2 separate regions of the Ovis aries genome follow, and region 1 is linked to region 2. A link is a contact called in public Hi-C data. All regions are on one chromosome and are shown on one strand. The core of a region is the stretch at or near the end of the contact, and the rest is flanking DNA. Distances in the headings are between cores, read along the strand shown. Region 1 holds the start of APBB2 (amyloid beta precursor protein binding family B member 2). Region 2 holds the start of NSUN7 (NOP2/Sun RNA methyltransferase family member 7).

Region 1 (6,110 bases), core at 3,503-6,002, 430 kb after region 2:
GAAGGAATGTCTCCTGTAACTCTACACCCTATGCCCCCTCATACCTTGAAACAGACCAAGGCTTCTTACTTCTTGCCAAGTTGTGATGGCTTAACTTTCTACCCCCATGTACTGCCTCTCTTCCAGTTCTCATCTGGTGTTTGCAGTTACTGCCCTACTCCTACCACTGGCCCAGCAGCCCTGGAGCCTAGTTATGATCAGAAGCACTAGACTTACCACCTACTTATTATCACTTATTGAAATCCTGGTAACAACTCTGGCTTCTCTTCACCTGCATCACTTAAAGGTTAATGAGACTGAGTTTTGAGAGCATGTTAAAAGCGAAGTACATTACAAACATCAAATTAGATAGGTTTCCTTTGACCCATCACAGATTATCACACACACAAAAAAGTTCATGTTGGTACATTTGGACAGCCATCATTCCTGGTACTACAGCATGGGCATCTGCTTAATACAGTGACGGTGCTAACATGAAATGATAATGATCAGTTTATTCCAGAGACCAAGGACTTCAACTCTGGTCAAAGGCTAAAGAGACAAGGCAGGGACATGGGAAAAGTTTGCCCGAAGTTCACATAGGTGCCCGGGAAACCGAGGCACAGGATAGCCTCCTCTAAAGCCCCTGAAGAGGTTTATTCCTTAGACCACCTGCACGCCCTGGAGCAGAATCTCTTCAGAAGATGCTGTAAAAAAACCTTCCCAATTCTCTTATAGTCTCAATAATATTTGTTATCAAAACATGTCAAAGATGACCAATAAAAAAACACTCACCACAAAAAAAACAAACAATTTTATATACCTAAAGTGCTCTACCCAAATCTAATTATTACCTTATCTCCTACCTCAACTGCAGCCCCACAAAGAGTTAATTTTATGACAACCATCATTTGACATACAAAAACTAGAAGGGATGTGGGAAATGTGCAACAAATGAAGGGCATGCCACACAGTAGGCTCCCCTGGTGGCTCAGTGACAAAGAATCCTCCTGCCAATGCAGGAGACCTGGGTTCAATCCCTGGGTTTGGAATATCCCAAAGGAGAAGGGAATGGCTACCCACCACAGTATTCTTGCCTGGAGAATTTCATTGACAGAGGAGCCCGGCAGGCTACCATCCATGGGTCCCAAAAAGTTGGACACAACTTAGCAATTGAACGACAGTTCCATAAAGCAGGATGGCCCAGACTTAGTGAAACAAAATCAGCTTCATCTAAGGCTTCACCTGTAGTCCTCCTTTTCAAATGGTTGCATCACAGGCCCCTGGACTGGGACCTGAAGGCTCAAAACACACCATGAGGGTGCCTTCTACTGCAACACCCTCATTTTACAGATGGGAAAACGGAGTTTCCCAAGGTCACCCAGTAAATTTAAGTAGCAGACAACCCTGGCCCAGAAGGCAAGTCTTGGGATTCCCTGGCTGGTGGTCTTTTTGTGAAATCTCACTAGACATTTATTATGGAGCATCTGTCACTCTGACTCTGACAAACTACTTCACACCATCGACACGTAACAACATGCAGAATATGCACTGTGCTTAGTCGCTCAGTTGTGACTCTTTGTGACCCCATGGACGGTAGACCGCCAGACTCCTCTGTCCATGGGGACCCTCCAGGCAAGAATGCTCGAGTGGGTTGCCATGCCCTCCTCCAGGGGATCTTCCCAACCCAGGGATCGAGCCCAGGTCTCCTGCATTGCGGGCAGATTCTTTACCACCTGAGCTACCAGGGAAGACCAAGAATACTGGAGTGGGTTGCCTATCCCTTCTCCAGGGGAACTTCCCCACCCAGGAATCGAACTGGGATCTTCTGCATTGCAGGAGGGTTCTTTACTAGCTGAGCTACCCGGGAAGCCCCAGAATATGCTCTAATAACATATAAAATTAATATGGGTAATCTGGGCTTATCTTCCTTACATTCATTTGTTAGTAGTACAACTCTGTCGAAAATAAATGAACATAAAAAAAGTTTTAAAATCTGAATAGAAGCTTCTTAAAAACATTCAAGTCATTCTGAAGACATGCTGTTCCAGTCAAATCTAATTCCAAATAACAAATCAAATATGTTTTACAAGAGAATGCTTACTGAATAATGAAAGCAGTTAAACATAGTCTTATATAAAATAAAACTCGGAAGTTCTACTGCTTTATAAGCAATGAACTGTCCACCTCCTCAGAGAGATTTTCTTGGGAAGCTGACATTTATGTCAGAGATAACAACATATAAGATGTGTAAGAGTCTGAATATCAGACTTGACACATAGTAATGAACAAACGCTACTTTCCTTAACTTGGGAGAGGAAAATAAGCATCGCCCTCATAAGCTGTAATATCTTCTTACAATACTTTTCTAAAAGTCTGTCCTGTGCCCATGAAAAGTGTAAGGGGCTATACTACATCAGGGTGCGGAATATTTTAAAAGAAGTTATAGAGACAACATCCCATTTCTTTTAAGAGACAAATTTAGATATCCTGAAATCAAGATAATCAACATAATACTGTTCCAATACAATGGCAAGCCTTCCAGTATTCCTGCTGTAACAAAAAAGAAAAAAAAAATTGATTTTTGTTCTCTGATGGCAGGGAAAAAAAAAGTTATCAAACTTTGAAACATGACATAAAAAGAGTAACAGTTTAAAACATTTTATCTTTGTACACGTGGATTCTTCCACTATTTAGCAGACTTTTCTTATATGATTTTGTAGTCAGGATTCTTATTACTCCAGTTAACTGTAAGAAGTCAAGTCTTTTAAACTTCAGCTCGTGCGTTTTTCCACTAGTACTTTATAAAAGTTTCAGAAAATGGGACTGTCCTGGCTCCATGCAGGTGAATTACTTAGTTAACAGTATTAACATCCTTTAGAAGAGATAATGAAAGAAACATTTCTTTCCTTTCCAGTTCCCTGGAAAAGGATCTTAACTTTAGAATTCCTTCTCAAACGCTCTGAGCAAATATCTAGACCAACCCCAGCCTATGGAGTCCCTGAGTGATTTCTCGAGGTCATATAATTAGCCAATGACCAAAGGACAGCTATTGAGATCTGCATCTGTTATCCCCAGGTGCTCTGACAGCCAGCCCACTGCACTCTACTGCCACCTGTGTTCTCTCAGCATTCCAGACGCCACTCCCCCAGGTTCCTCATCCTCTTAACAAATATCACCCTTTCAAAACTGCCATTTCTAGGACTCTGCAAGTTACCATAAACAACTGCTCAGCAAATATTGCTTCCAAGTTACAAACTGAAAACACCACGATATGGCTTCATAAAGAAACCCCCCTTCCTGAACGCCCAGCTACCCGAATGCAGACACTCTTAACTATCATGGCCATTTGAGGACAAGATGTGAAAAATAAATTCATGACAAGAAAAATAAACCAAAGGCTTAAGAGACCCCAATCCAGGACAACAGATCGGGATGCCACTGCTTGCTTTTTAAATCAGTGAAATAGTAAAACAAAGAACAAACCAATGCCAACCTCACAAAGTTTCCCCATTTCTTGGAATTCAGACACGACTGCTGGCATCATTTTAAGAGAATCCTTTAAGTATTGTACCTAAGTCATCAGGCACAATGTAAAGCCAGTGATTGAGGGACTTCTAATCAAAACGGAGCCCAGTCTTGTCTGAGCTTCTGACACTGACCTTATTCTCCTCTCAGTGTTTGGCCCTCCCCAACGACTCAATCCACCCAAAACAGTCTGGGACAGTGATGGCTCTAAACTGCCCTGAACTTGACTACAAAACGGCCACAACTCTGTCTGATTTCTTCAATGTGTTTTTTTTTTTTTCTTTTTTCTTTTTTTCATTCAGGCCCTGCGGTCCTTCGACCCTTAGCCCCTGACCCCTCAGTTCTAGACCTCTTCGCCGATGTCAAGATCACCTTTGATTGTTTCTATGGCACTCCGCATCCCTCCTCCGTCCAGCAATGTTTTCAACACACAAATGTCATTTCTAGCGTTCAACCCTCCATTCTGTCCGGCAGGCAGCAAAGTGGACTTCAGGATCAGCTTCCCTGATTCGGTCCCCTTCGCACAGCCATTTTCTAGTTAAAATGCTCCCTGCCTCCGAGAGGGAAATGAACTTTTCCCCCTTTGATCTCCCAGCGGCTAGGCTCTGAACCCCCTAGAATCCAGCCCGGTCTTCAAGTCCCGGCAGGAGTGCGCTGCCGCCGGTGGAGGGAGAGCCCAGCCGCACAGCGGAGGCCGGTGCCAAGGCAAGGGGGTGTGCGCTCTTCCCCGCCGGCGCCCACCTTCGCTTTTTCCCCTCCGCAGCACCCCCGCCCCCGGCGCACCCCCTCCCACCCTGTCTCCCCTGCCTCAGGCCCTGCCAAGCCCCGGCTGCCGAGGGAAAGAGGGCGCCGCGAAGCCAAAGGGATGGAGTCAAGGAGTGAGCCCGCAATCGCCGTGCCACCCGGCCCTGCGGCGCGAGAGCGGGGCACACGAGACTCCGCAGGAACGCCCGCTGCAGATGCTGTGGCAGCTGCTGCAGCTGGGGCTGCGGCTGGGCTAGTGGCAGTGGCCGCGCTGCCCTCGGGGCCGCGAGGAGAGGAGCAGCCGCCCGGGCTACGCGCCGCCACTCACCCCACGCCGCTGCTGCTGATCGGGTCTCTCCCCAGCACTCCCGGACGGCCCCGGGATCCAGAGCAAAAGCAAGGAAGAAAGCTGGGCTCACCGGCAGTGCGCGGCGCTCGCCTAGGCTCCGGCACCCGGCAGCTCTGCTCCAGTCTCGCCCTGCCGGGAGCGTCAGAATCAGCTGCGGGAGCAGCGCACGAGCTTCCTACTTGAGACCGGGACGGGCTCCGGCGACTGAGCATGCCCAGTGCCGCTCCGCCAGTCCCGCGCAGGGAGCGGCGCCGGCGAGATTCCACTTCTCCAGGCTTTGGCGGCGGCTGCGCGGAGAGGCTGGAGGGGCCTGACCGGGCGGGGGCCGATCCCGAGAAAGGCGGGGCCGGGGGCGGGGGCCGAGGAGGAGGGGGCGGGCCGCGCTCCTAGTGCGACCCCTGCAGGCAGAGGCTTCGGGGCCTCTCGAACTCACAGTCCCCTAATCATCCGAGAAGATGGCAGGGAGGCAAGGCGGGCCAGAACGTCGAGACCCAACGCGAGGCAGCCCGGCATCCCCTCCTTGTGGCTCGGTGTCTGTCTGCACCAAAAGGCAGTTGGGTAACCTTATCCCTGGCTAGCCTTTTCTCCCACACGTCTGCATTCCCTTATAACGGGAAAATGTCCTCAGATGAGAGCTGCCCACGCCCATCCAGCTGCAACTTTGTGGGCGAGACCTTCTCCTTCCTTCTGCCTCCTTATCTAGAAACCCAGGCATATGGCGCGTGAACACACACACACCATTTCTCCATGGGAACATCACAGCAAGTTCACCTCAAGGGAGGAACACACCTGCAAGAGAGGGAAAGCATAATCTCCCTTTCCCCTCCAGGAATATTAACTAAAACTCAGACAAGCAAGATCCTGATAAAGAATTCCAAGTAGTAATCAGTTTTCTGCCCCCAGACACTGAATAACATCCCCAAAGCATCTTTAGGATTGCGCTTCACCAGTGCAATGACTGTCAAACTTGAGCCTCCATCAGAATATCCTAAGGGTTTATGGAAACTCAGATTACTTAACAGAATCTCGGAATGGGTAGGTCTGTGGTGCGCCCAAGTGTCTGTACATTTAACGACTTCCCAGGTGATGCTGGTCTGAAGACCACGCTTTGGGAACTACTGCTCCACACATACACAAAAGCCTTTCTTACCTCCTTTCTTATCTCCTTCAGGAGGCTTATGCTCAAAGTAATTGACTAATAATTACAAGGTAATGGCTGCTCCTGTCATCCTCTTCCCTAAACCTCCACAATGCAGTCCTTCAAACAGCAAACTCACTCGTCCCTATTCTTCATGAGACGACCCTATGTGGTTGGGACCCGCATTACTTTTTTCCTTCAACATCATGAATTTATTGAGGACCCACAAAATCTTACAGTTAGCTTAGGGATAGCAGTGAATAAAAAAGCCCAGACCCCTGCTTTCATAAAGCTTAGACCAGCGAGGTGGACAGAAATCCATTAAACAATTACTCAAAAATGTCATTTCAAACACGAAGAGTGCTAGGAGGG
Region 2 (6,312 bases), core at 2,862-5,361:
TTGCCTACCCTTCAATCATCTTTGCTCCATCTCAGTCTTCTGCTGCTTCCAAATTAAGGAAGATATTCCCCGCCTCGGCAAATGGTTATGGCTCTTCTGGTTAATCTTTGACTGTCTTGTAGTAAAGAACCCACGATCATATTTTGATTTTCCCAAAGGGATCTTTGCATTTCCTTTTCAAGTTGCTTGAAACAAGTTTCCATAAGGACTAGGATAGGAAACACTTGAATAATGCAAAGTATTCCTTCACATCAACACTCACACACCATCAGAAGATTGATGCTCTTTACCTCAAAGTGAGTTTCCTGCCTTCTTGGGTTGTCTATCCCTCGTTCCTCCTCTGGAATAGGCTATTTCAGTATCTATCAGCTCTAAAGTTCAGACTTGGGAAAAGCTTAGGTCCAGGCTGGAACATTAGATAGCTGTGTCAAATAAAAAAGATTAAGGGAAAAAAATTATTGTACAAAAAAAAAATCAGTAGTACTATTTCTCAGTAGCCATAATGATAAATTGTGCTGTGATGTTTAAGAACATAAGTTAAAATTCTTTGTTTCATACACTTTTTATATTTCTATAACAAGTTGCAGTGAAACTGAGCACAACTTTTTATGCCCAGATCAAACTGAAGCAAGTGGGCAAATGTGTTTTTGTTTAGTTTTGTTTTTTATTTATTTTAACTAAAGGATAATTGCTTTACAGTATTGTGTTGATTTCTGCCATACATCAAACATGAATCAACCATGAGTATATTATTGTATATTAACGCATATATATGGAATCTAGAAAGATGGTACTGATGAACCTATTTGCAGGGCAGCAAAGGAAATGCAGACATAGAGCAAATGTTTTTTGAATACCTACTTGACTAACACACAGGAGCTACTCTGATTCAAATACAAGGAATGTTAATTTACAAATATTTAATATACTCTACCCCCTGGGGAAAGAAAATTACTCCTTTAAGTTCCTTTGCAGAAAGCTCCAGGTAACTAAACTTTAATTTTCTACATCGTCTCTGACTTAATGTTCTGATCATATTACAGATTGCAATTTAAACAAATACTATATTTTTTCATATGTGCTTTCACAACAGCTGAATCCACATACCTATCTCTCCGGTTACTTTTGTAGAGTGCTCACTGAGATTTGATATGCTTCCCTCTAGTCCTCCCCTCAAATACTTTAAGTCCACAATGAGCCCATAAACCAGGAAAGGTAAGGAGTCAGGGTTAGAGTAAATAGTAACCACGAATTCACTAACCCACAACTGTTGGCCTAAGCTTTACTTTGGGGATAAAGACTCTCATTAAATCTTGTTTTTAATACAGTGAGTTGTCACATTGATATATCATTTAAAAAAACAAACAAAATACCAAACAAGAGCTACTCAAACTATATTTTGAAAAACAATAGTATTTTAAAGTTTATAGCTAGCTTTTTATCTCACATTTTCCACAGATCAGACTGTGTACTGTGTGATGCAGAATAAAATATACCATGACCCTTAAAGATACCTTCATACTTATAATCTGTGCATGTGAAAGAGTGATATTTTGCTCTTTCTGGGAATAAAAAGAAATAATAAAACTTAAAAGACACAATAAAACTATTTTATAGAGTGTGTGTATTGTTCAGGTTGTGCAAGTAAGGATGGCAGAAGTGTATACAATAAAAAAAAATATATACAATAAAAAATAAAGTGTCTCAAAATATAAGTATACATATCCATTAATTTCCTGAGAGTAAGGTCCCCAATCATTCTATACATTTTTTTTTAACCTTTAGGACTGAGGAAAGTGTGAGGCACATGGTAAGAATTTAATACATATCTGATAAATGAATGAATGAATGCACATATACATACACAAAATATTATGGGAACATAAAGTAGGGGAGACTCCACATTGAGAATAATGGGAGTGAGTGAACTGGTGGCTGATGGGGTAGGGCAAACAAATTTGTAGCAAACTGCTACTAATAGTTCCCCAATATCCATTCTCCCCTTCTTAACAATAGAGGGGGAAAGGAGGAACTAACTATTGAGCTACTACTTTCCAGACAATCTTGACATACATCATTCCATTAAATACTCACAAACCTCCTCAAAGGCAGCATTATTATTCAGTCTGCCTTATAGGTCTAGAAACGGAAGCTGAGGGATGTAAGGACTTGCCTAAGGTTACAGAGATAGTAAACCAAATGCCAAAGTCTAGCCCTTCCTGTTTAACACATGGAGAAAGAACCAGTGAACACAATTTAGAATCTCTTGAGCGACTATACTGATCTTGCTGCTGCTGCTGCTGCTGCTAAGTCGCTTCACTTGCGTCTGACTCTGTGCGACCCCATAGATGGCAGCCCACCAGGCTCCCCTGTCCCTGGGATTCTCCAGGCAAGCACACTCGAGTGGGGTGCCATTGCCTTCTCTGATACTGATCTTAGTTACATAAATTATGTTTCTTTTCCAGATTGGACCACTTCTACAAAGAAGATGAACAAAGTTTGAGATTCCCAACCAGCAGCAAATAAGGTATTTACTCAAGTATATTTACCATACTTCTTGCTGAATTTGGGGCTTGCACTTGCAAGATTTTCCTGTGACTTTGATCTCAGTCCAAAATGAAGAACTTCATTCAACTTGTAGGCTTTGGTTTTTGCTTCATATAGAAAATGGAGACCAAGTATCTAGCAGATTTTTCTTTAAGTAGATATTAGCATCTATTTTATTTTCAATAAAATAAAATCTTATTTTTTAAATGATTTCATAATTGTTTTCACTTAAAACTTGAAATGTAATTTGTCAAGATGCACAATCCAATGCCCATTTCTGTTTTAAAACCTAGGACTTTTCTAAACCAGGCAAGAAATGTGAAGTACATACATGTTACTCATCACATGATCTTTATATATTCATATTTGCATTTGTTCATTGAATCGTACTGTAAGAAAAATTTGAGAGCTATTGAAGCTCTCAAAAATTAGACCTATTGAAGTCTGTTGGAGAAGTTTCAAAGCAGCAACACAAATGGTATACAGTAGAGGAAAAATGCAACCTTTTCTTTTTCTCCAGTTTTAGAACTTGCACTTTGGAGACAGGTTAACAGGCAATCAATGAAAAGCTTAAGATGCACATAAACTTAAATCTCAGTCAGTTGGTTTTTATTCTAGAAATTAAAGTATTTTTCCACTACCTTTAAAACTTGAGCACAGCTGGTTTTTCTTTGATGAGTTAGGATGCAGACTTCTCTCCAGGACACTCAAAAATTAAAGTAGCCATATTAAAACCCTTTGGGGGAAGTTCATATACATCCCCAGAGCCATTCTATACTTTAAGGGGTGTGAATTTGCTTGTTTGTAGGCCTATTTCAGCAACATCTTTCTTTTCAGGCAGCTCCTGGGAAGGAAGCTGGCAAAGATCTTTATACAGCTTGCCCTGGAAGGCTTCACCCGTGGCTCAACGGGTAAAGAATCTGCTTGCAGTTTAGGAAAACGGAAGACGGGGCGGAGGTTCCATCCCTGGATTGGGAAGATCCTCTGGACAAGGAAATGGCAACTCACTCCAGTACAGTATTCTAGCCTGGAAAATTCCATGGACAGAGGAGCGTGGAGGACTACAGTCCATGGGGTCACAAAGAGTCCACTACGACTAAGCGCAGCACAGTCATTCCTGGAAGGGTCCATCTAATGTGGTATCTGTGGTATCTATTGTTCTAAAAAGCGTGGAAATACAGTCAACTTGTCTGTTTTTTTTACCTTTTCTTTTCTTCAACAGTTCTACACTGAGCTGTTTTAACATTTCCTGCGTGCCCGCTAATCCGCTAAACTAGGTGTTGTCAGCAATACAAAATTCTTGCTTTCAAGGAGATCACAGGTGACAAGTTGGAGAAGAAGGGTCACTTGTGACCCTGGGGAAGTCGAGGATCTTCAGGGCTGCGCAGTCCAATTACGCAGGGGCCTTCAACGTGAGGCGGGGCTGGCACAGGTGTCCGGGGTGAGAGAGGAGGAGCAACTCAAGAAGAAAAGGAAGCGCTGGCCAAATCCCGCGGGAACTGCCCTCTGGCAGCGTTCCCTCCCCCCTCATCGCACCCTTGGTTGCCACGGAGACCCCGGTCCTGGGCCGGCTGACTGCCGCAGACAGGGGAGGCCTACCTTTCCGCGGCCGGAGCCGGCGGGCCCACCAGCCTCGTGCTCTACCCGGCTCAGCTGCCGCATTCGTGAAGACTACCGTGCTGGCGGGCGGAGCCCTGAGGCGCATCCTCCCTCAGGAACCCGAGCGAAGCGAGAGCCGGGGGTCGCGACCCCCCTGCCCCGACCCCGGCGGGTGGGAGAAGCTCATTTGAACCAAACTGCCTGCGCGGACCGCCGCGGCAGCCCTGCAGTCCCGGGGCCCCCGAGGGCACTGTGTAAGATTCCAGCCACCCGGGCCCAAAGTGCTGCGGCTGCCGCGTCTCTGTTCCTAAAGCCCCGGGGAACATCCGCCCTCTGGGGTAAGGGAGGACTCGCGGGAGCCAGTGAAAGGAGCGCCCCAGGGGCCGCAGGTGCGGCTCTTGGGGGAGCTCTGCACCAAAACGGGCCTCGGTTAAGGTCTCGTAGTTTCGGAGGCCATTCGGAGCCGTCTCCACCCCTCTCCCTTTGCGAGTGTGTGGAGGTTTCCCGGCTTGAAGTAAGGGATGCTCGGGGCAGCCAGGGAATGCCACCGCTGGCTCTCTAGGGCCACACGAGGTGGGTCACCAAGTGTGGTCCTGCGGAAATAGTGGTTTAACCAGGATAATCTTTTTATTTTCACAGAGACGATGCTTGAACAAGGAAAACCATTTCCCGGAACATCTGAATTGTAATTCAAGCTTGAGTTACCTAGGACAGTCAGGGGGGCAAACATGTTTAACTCCGCAAATGAACTGGAGTTTTTGGAAGAAACAACCGCTGAGATCTCCCAACTCTCTTCGCTGGCTCTGTCAGGTGACCCAGCCTGCGGCGAAAACAGCTCAACTGGTTCACCCGAAAAAACTGGCTATCCGGACTCCGTTTACATTCTGGCAGCGAACATTTTTCAGGGCACTAGACTCGAAAAGTCACCAGAGAAAGCCTTAATAAAGTATGGAAATAAGCCCTTGCCGTCCTCAACCGAATCCGAGGATGAATCCTTTCAGCGTTTGTCCTATGAGCTGGCTTTCAGTGCACTTAAGTGTGAGTAGTACCAGTTTTGACAGCACTAAAAGAGAATAATGAGAGAATTTGTGAGGTCCATCGAACCTCCTCGCACCCTCACACACGTACACCAGGTTTTGTTTTTAGGCTTCTGAATATCTTTGGTCAGTTGCAGATGTCAAGGCTTTAAGGAGAGTTTCCAGCAAAACAGTCAGATATGTTTCCCACTGTAGATTTCCCTGTGCTTAGGTGGGTCAAAATTAAGATGATCCTATTCACTGCCATTTTTTTTTGTTTACTTTGGGAAGCTTGTAAATTTATTCTTCCAAATTTTTGTAGAAATCCCTTTTAATCTGCCTCCAGGATTTGAGGTGTAATGTTGCAGATTTCCTCGATGGTGGGTAATTATCAACTTCTGAGAATGGAGTTGATTCCAGAACAAAACCAAATATTTTTCCTATGAGAGTAGTCAAAGGGCCTGGAGACAGGTTTTAGTACTAGCCATCAACTATAATACAATATAAACTGTAAAGTTTGTATTGATTTGTATACTGACTGAAAAGAAGTTCCGAAGAAGTTCCAGAAATGTTTGGAGTATTACCAGCATGGCTAAAATGATAAAACTTCCTAAAGAGACACCTAGAAAGGGCATTACATGCATCATTTACTTACTGTTAATACTGGGCCTTGCACATCCTTGCTGAGAGGTGGTTAACAATTGCTCAGTTGAATTAAAATATCCCATTAATTACTCAGCTATAAATGTATGTTTTTGGTTGTCTACAGACATGATGTAGCTCAGTTCTGAAGCCAGGAATTTGTCATCACAGAGAAAAATTTGTGTGATGTTCAGAGGCAGCTTCTCTTTGAGTTTCATTTCTTTAGTTTCTGCTTGTGATCTTTTTTTTTAAAATCTGTCTTAGCCATTTTTCCCTCCTCCAGTTTAAACTTTCAGATTCTATTTCATCCCTTCCCTCCTCTTCTTTTTTAAAACTTAGATTTAAAGACCAACCAGAGTGTTGGTACTTTAAATCACGAGTCAAATTAACATTGAAGATTTTTTCCTTGCAATAGTGAGATACACATTAGGCATCTGTGTCAGTTAATTGATATTTAATGTTAATGCCCAAACTGTATTATAGACAATTTTTTCCTGATAGAGTATTG

Evidence for each region. Hi-C and Micro-C count contacts between places; a contact is called where the count stands out from the background.
Region 1: a contact with region 2 is called in a Hi-C map of hypothalamus, with 3 times the contacts expected there. The contact joins the promoter of APBB2 here to the promoter of NSUN7 in region 2. A contact is called at or near these places in 2 of 16 Hi-C or Micro-C datasets (hypothalamus and tail adipose tissue).

Annotation. Positions count from the first base shown.
Region 1 is chr6:60,803,708-60,809,817 of ARS-UI_Ramb_v3.0, forward strand. It overlaps APBB2 (amyloid beta precursor protein binding family B member 2), which reads right to left and starts at 4,753. Exons shown (of 18, transcript XM_060417057.1): 1 at 4,671-4,753.
Region 2 is chr6:60,375,370-60,381,681 of ARS-UI_Ramb_v3.0, forward strand. It overlaps NSUN7 (NOP2/Sun RNA methyltransferase family member 7), which reads left to right and starts at 4,112. Exons shown (of 12, transcript XM_027970950.3): 1 at 4,112-4,400; 2 at 4,786-5,184. The coding sequence starts at 4,875.